2 separate regions of the Mus musculus genome follow, and region 2 is linked to region 1. The links are chromatin contacts, called in public promoter capture Hi-C maps. All regions are on one chromosome and are shown on one strand. The core of a region is the stretch at or near the end of the contact, and the rest is flanking DNA. Distances in the headings are between cores, read along the strand shown. Region 1 holds the start of Slc49a4 (solute carrier family 49 member 4). Region 2 holds the start of Lrrc58 (leucine rich repeat containing 58).

The links. Promoter capture Hi-C pulls out the DNA fragments that hold promoters and counts their contacts.
Region 2: a promoter capture Hi-C map of liver shows a contact between it and region 1, with 2.9 times the contacts expected there. The contact joins the promoter of Lrrc58 here to the promoter of Slc49a4 in region 1. A contact is called at or near these places in 2 of 39 promoter capture datasets (liver and pre-B cells).

What each region holds. Positions count from the first base shown.
Region 1 is chr16:35,767,629-35,770,797 of GRCm38.p6, reverse strand. It overlaps Slc49a4 (solute carrier family 49 member 4), which reads left to right and starts at 1,428. Exons shown (of 9, transcript NM_153550.4): 1 at 1,428-1,899. The coding sequence starts at 1,557. Hspbap1 (Hspb associated protein 1) reads right to left here and starts at 412. Exons shown (of 8, transcript NM_175111.3): 1 at 259-412. The coding sequence starts at 322.
Region 2 is chr16:37,866,720-37,869,888 of GRCm38.p6, reverse strand. It overlaps Lrrc58 (leucine rich repeat containing 58), which reads right to left and starts at 1,489. Exons shown (of 4, transcript NM_177093.3): 1 at 909-1,489. The coding sequence starts at 1,393.

The DNA of each region.
Region 1 (3,169 bases), core at 179-2,678:
GGAATCCCAACAGAGACAAGAGAATTGCCACAAAATTCCCTCAGAGGCCAGCGATCCTGGAGTCCTCAGAGGAACTTCTTACTCCACAGTGGTACTTGTCCCGATAGATCAGAAAACTGATCCGCACGACGTTAAGAAGCCACATGCTCTAAAAAGTCACTTTCTCCCAGGCCTAACACGCCGCGGGCGAGACTTGGGATGGAGCCGCGCCCATCCGCACCGCTCGGAGGCACTTCGGCGTCCCTGGCTCGCACCTACCTTCCTCCCCCACAGTTCTCTCGCCCAGGGTCGGGGGCGCGATGCCCTCGCAGCCTGCTGCCATGGTTATCGCGCCGAGGATGGAGAGAGCGCCAGGTGAGAGGGCTCACCGGGATCTGCGGCTTCCACACAGGAAGGATCCTCCGCCTCTGCCGGAACCGGCGCCGCCGCGGTCACGTGACGGCGCTGGGCGTGGCCACGCCGGTTTGTTTTGCTCTTTGGAAGCTGAAAGGCGGCGAGCACGTGGGCTGGGCTGTGGCTCCTTTCTTCCACCCTTAGCGTCTGCTGTTTCTCTTCCTTCTCTAGTCGGATCCTCCATCTTCGCCTTGGCTTTCTCTCAGTCGGACTCGCGATTTAGGAGACCCCGGGGCTGGCGTGCCTACTCTTCCACCTTGTTGGTTCCCTTGGCATCAGTGCCATTCCAGCTGGTTTTCGTGACTGCCTGGGAATACGAACCCCTTGAAGGCGTTCCCTGTGACTCATTTGCTGAGCCAGATATGTCAGCAAATGACTAGTTTTCAAGGACACAGGCAGCTGTCAGAGTTCTGGATTTGTGCATTTGAACAAATGAATGTCTATGTCTATGTGGTCAAGAGATGCACAATCTCCAGCTTTTGCCGTTTATTTAGTCTGGCTAACATACCAAGAGAGAGATCTAGGTCACTGTCTTCCAACTTTAACACAATCCATATTATTTACCCGTTTGCATGACAAACAAAATGGGTAGAAAAAACTCTTTATATGTATGAAGGAAAATTGGCTAGTTTATAATCTCACTGGATGCGTAAGACACATACAAAACCAAATGGTCTTCATGAAACAATACCCTGAGACCTTCCTAAACTTCAGTATCCTGCCGTCTATAATTTCTGCAGTTAGAAACCCAATAAAAACAAAAGTAAGCCTAATATAGACCCAAGCATTGGGATAAGTGACCCGAGGTCAGCGAGTTGTTTATTAGGCACGTGATGTAAACTTGGGCACTTCCTCCAAGCAACCCGCGAGTGACTGACTCAGCCTACTTCGCTCCAGTCTCCCAGCCGGCCGCGATCTTCTACCCTTTCCACTCGTAGGGTCCCGGGCTTCTCCCCGGGGCATTCCTGGGTTCCCAGCGAGCAGGGTGGACCCCGCCTCGCCTCCTCCCCTCGGGCTCGGGCGGCGCAGGCGCAGCAGACGCGCCCGGGAGGCCGAGGACTAGAGCAGCTCCGGCTCCGGCTCCCGCTCCACCCGCCCAGTCAGCTCCCGGCTGGTCTGCGGCCACCGGGACGCGTCGGGCAGGGCCGGCGGGCGGCGTCGCCATGGGCTCGGGTTGGAGCAGCGAGGAGGAGGAGCGGCAGCCGCTGCTGGGGCCGGGGCTCGGGCCTGCGCCGGGGGCTGCGCGCAGGGGCCGGGAGGCGACGGCCGTGCTGCCTGCGGCGGGCCCGAACCCCGGGAGGGTGTACGGGCGCCGCTGGCTGGTGCTGCTGCTCTTCTCGCTCCTCGCGTTCGCCCAGGGCCTGGTCTGGAACACCTGGGGCCCCATCCAGAACTCGGCGCGCCAGGCCTATGGCTTCTCCGGATGGGACATCGCGCTCCTGGTCCTCTGGGGGCCCATAGGCTTCCTGCCCTGCTTCGCGTTCATGTGGCTGCTGGACAAGAGAGGTAAGGGGTCCGGGACGCCTGCGGGCGTGTCCCTTCTCTGGGAGTTGGCGCCTGCCAGGATCCGGGCCTGCCTGTGTCTCCCTGGGCTTGGTCTAGGGGTTGTGTGAGGTGACCCAGTGTAGCTGGCATCCCATTCCTTACTCGGGAACCCTCTGTCCCCAAAGCGACAAATACGGAGGATGCTTTCCAAGTATTGATGTTTTGTGTTACGCCCTTTATGCCACAATCATCAGATGTAGAAGGCTTTGTATACTGTGGACATCAGAGCCATCCAGTGCACTTGCTATGAATGTCTTTGACACCTGACAAAAGTGACTCATGCTTAAATTTCAAAGAGATTTGGGGTGCTGAGAGCGAAAGATCAGAAGAGACTGGTGATGACCAGATGTAAGAGGGTAATGAGCTGGCGTGGTGACTCCAGCCCTGGATGACTGTTGGGAAACTCGGGTCTGACGCTTGGGTTTCTGGAAGGTAGAACCCCAGGTAAACCGAGAGCTTCCGCCTGGGTGACTTCTCAGTTGCGATTTATTACTCTCAGATAAAGATCGCAGATGCAGGAAGGCTCTCTTTCAGTTAGGGACTCCAGGCTTCTCACTTTGCCAATTGCCAGTGTGATTCTGTGAGATGAGGAAAAGGCCAGAGTGGAAAGAGTCAAGATGTTGAATTATCCCTCCAGAGGATAAATAAAACCCCCAGGAGGCTGCTGTGCACGATTTAGACTTCTTAGGTTATGAGGTCGGATACTGGTCGGAAACTGCTTTGTTTCTGTTCAGTCTTTTACGAGTTTTGATACAATAGATTCTTTGGGTAGTTTTGGGACATTGCCTTAGTCTACTGGCCCATTGACAAACAGCCATAAGCTTATAAAATGAAGGACATTTATTTATAACCCCTCTGGAAACCGGGAAGTCCAAGATGAAGGGCCAAGCAGAATGCTTATCTGGTGAGCATCGTTCATACAATGCTCATTTCTTTGTAATGTCATAAGGGAAGTGGCCAGGGATCTCTCTGGGGTCTCTCTTATGAGGGCAGTAACCCTATCTGTCCAGCCCTTGCCCTCAAAAATTTGTTTCATCCCCAGTCGGCCACCTCTTAGTTCAGTCACTTAGCTGGGAGTAGGATTTCAACATAGGAATCTGGGTGAACACAAACATTACCTGCAAAGTAAGAGTGGAACATAGGTTGATATGGAGCTGTGATCATCTGGTGCAACACAGTCCTCTAACTACTGCTGTGGCAAGAACAGAATCCAGCTGTGAGGTTCCCTCTC
Region 2 (3,169 bases), core at 240-2,739, 2.1 Mb before region 1:
TGCACCTCCTCACTCCAGTACACTACTGACTAAGCCACTAGGAGATAGGACAGACAGTTCCTGTAAAGAAGGAATCACATTCAGTAACATACAGTAACACAGATACAATGGTATGATGTGTGACACACAGAGGAAGTAATTTGGCTCTAATTGTCCTGGGAACAGTTTTTTTTTTTTTTTTTTTTTTTTTTTTTTTTTTTTTTAGAATTACAGAAAAGACTCCTAAGATAAAATTTTGAAATGTGAATAGTTCCTCAGGGTCAAAGGAAGCGCAGCGTGGTTTTTTTTTGTTGTTGTTGTTTTTGGGTTTTTTTGTTTTTTTTTTTTGTACCCAACCCCAACCCCACAATTTAGTGAAGCTGCCTTTCTGGGTGTGTGTGTGTGTGCAAGGCTCACTGACTCCACAAATGGTACTTTGGGTATCGGGAAAAGAGGGGAACTGGAAATAAAAACCAAGGAAGTAGGTCAGCACCTCCTACGCCACGTTAAATGCCACTTTGATGCAAACGCATGGAAAGTCTCGGAAGACTTAACCAGTAAGAAATCGCCAACCTCTGTTAACGGGAGCCCTTTTGACTCCCTGTCTAGACTCAAGAAAGAAGGCGAAGTCCGGCTTAGTGGCGCATGTCTTTTAGCCCCAGATTTGGGAGGTAGAGGCAGGCGGAGCTCTGTGAGCTTGAGGTTAGCATGGTCTCCACAATGAATTCCAGAGTTCATTGGGGGGCGCGGGGGGCGTCGAAGACCTGCGGCAGGCCAAACACAACCCAAAGGCTACCACCCACCCACCCACCCTTGGTCAGACGCTACGGGTGACAATGGCTCGCCTAGTCCCCCTCCCCCTCCAACCCGGTGCCACGGAGCTCGGGCCACCGCCCCGCTCCCCACCCCCGGGACTCGCCGCCGCTCACCTCCGCAAGTTCTCGATCTCGGCGGGGATGCTCTGCAGCTGGTTGCCGCCCAGGCTGAGGGTCTGAAGGGCGCGCAGCTCCAGCAGCGAGGCGGGCAGCTCCTGGAAGCAGTTGCCGCTGAGGTTGAGCACTTGGAGGCTGCGGCAGAGCGGCGACTGGGCCAGGCCCTTGGGCAGCGAGCCCGGGCCGCCGAGCCGGTTGTTCCTGGCCAGCAGCGTGCGCAGGCCGCTCAGCGTCAGCAGCTCGGGCCCCAGCGCCGTGAGCGAGTTGCCGCTCACGTCCAGGAGCTGGAGGTGCGGGAAGCCGCCGCCCAACGCCCGCGGCAGCGACGTCAGGCGGTTGTAGGGCAGCAGCAGCCGCAGGAGAGCCTCGCGCGCGCCGCGCCGCTCCTCGGCGCGCGCCTCCAGCTCCGACTCCAACGCCTCGGCCGACACGCTGAGGCGGGACCAGTTGAGTTCGGCCTCCCCGAGCGCGGCCTCCTCCATCCCGCCGGATCCCGGGCCCGCGAGCCGAGGCGGCGCGCCCCGGAACCTAAAGCGAGCGCCGCGTCGGAAGTGGCGCGGCGCGGCCCGGTACGGCCCGGGCGCTCACCCCCGCGCGCCCTCCGAGTCACGCGATGGTCGGCGCCGGGTGCGCGCGCCGCTCCGGGGGCCGGGCTCCGCCTCACGTGGCGCACGGCGCGGCGTCCGCTGCGCAGGAGCCGAGGCCTGGCGCTCCCGGGAACCGTGTGAGGGAGCTGTGCTCGCCCGGGCGTCGCGGGGCTCGGTGGGCGAGCCGGAGGCCTGAGGCTCCCCGGAGCGGGCAGCTCGCCCTTTATAGTGTGGCACCCGGTGGTGGCCTTGGCCGCCAGAGTAAACAGCTCCGGGGCTGTTGATCCCGCCCGGGGGCCTGCGCGTCACGGGGCGCCGCCTCCTTTGTTCTCACTTGAGGCCGGGGCCCCCCCATTTTTGCGGGATCCAGAGAGAGTAGCCATGACGGGGACGTAGCCTGAGAATTTAATGTCTTCAGGAGAACGTGCTTGGTGGCCCCACGCCTCTCGTCCCCGCTCTGAAATGCAGAGGCAGCCGTACTGAGTCTGAGGCCCGCCTGACCTACATAGCCCAGGCTAGCCAGGGCTACACGGTGAAGAACAAAGGCCTCTTCGAAGCTAAAGCCAAAGTCGGAGATGGCTGTCGCCCCAGCTGGAAAGCATGCTTGAAGACCTTCCCTTCCCTGATTGCCTGTTGTTTCTTAAAGCATTGTCTAACGCGAGCGAGCCAAGACAGCCACAGCTATACAGTGAAACCTTGTTTGGAAAAAAAACAAACCCCAAAACAACAACAAAAAGCACCATTGTAAAAGTATTGTGTGTCCAATAAGAACTTTGTCCACGTCAATCACAGAATCACTCCTGTGGGCTTTGGTCCCTTGGGCATGGGAATGCGCTTGGGAGTTGGATATAGGAGCCCCCTTTATTAGATCTAGCTTACACTGAGCTCAGATGGAGAAAGCGTTCAAAGCACTCTGCAAGTGAGAACTAGATAGAATTTAACTGGGAAAGTCTTGACTCTAGCTCTAATTCACTAATTCCAGTAGATTTATTTTCATCCTGATCCCATTTCAATGTCAATCTTTTCTGAGATTTCGTTTTGTAATTTTAAAGTCATTAGTGGAAATAAGAGAAAAGCTTAGTTTCTTACCGAGCTTAAATACAAGAAAGTTAAAAGGTTATGTGATAACCAGTGGGATTAAATTGCTTTTTTTCCTAAAAATCATAACCTCATCTACTCAGTTGTGCAGATGAGAGACTTCATGCTACTTCACAGCTAAGCTTTATGATTGAGTTGTCATGTTTGTTAGTTTAAACAATCTATGAGTGGAATTTAAAAAATATGTGCCAGACATAGTAGTACCTGCTTTTAATCCCAACATTCAGGAGGCAGAGGTGGGAGTGTCTCTGTGAGTACCAGCCTGATCTACATAGTTTTAGGACTGTCAGGGTAACAAAAAAAAAGAAACCATGTCTAAAAAATAAAATAAAATCTGCAAGTGTCTTGAAGACATCTGATTTGGAAGTTCCTTTTTTAAAATGGACCTTATTTCAGATCAACCTAATATTCTAGAAGAAGCCCTACTGTGATCAAGAATACTTAATGCTTTAAAAATGTGTACTCTTGGTAAAACAACAAGCAGTAGCAATGTCAAACGAGGGAAAAAAACAAAACATGATTGAGAAAAAGAGCTAGCCTGTGTAAACATCAGGTAGTAGGGGAAAGATGATC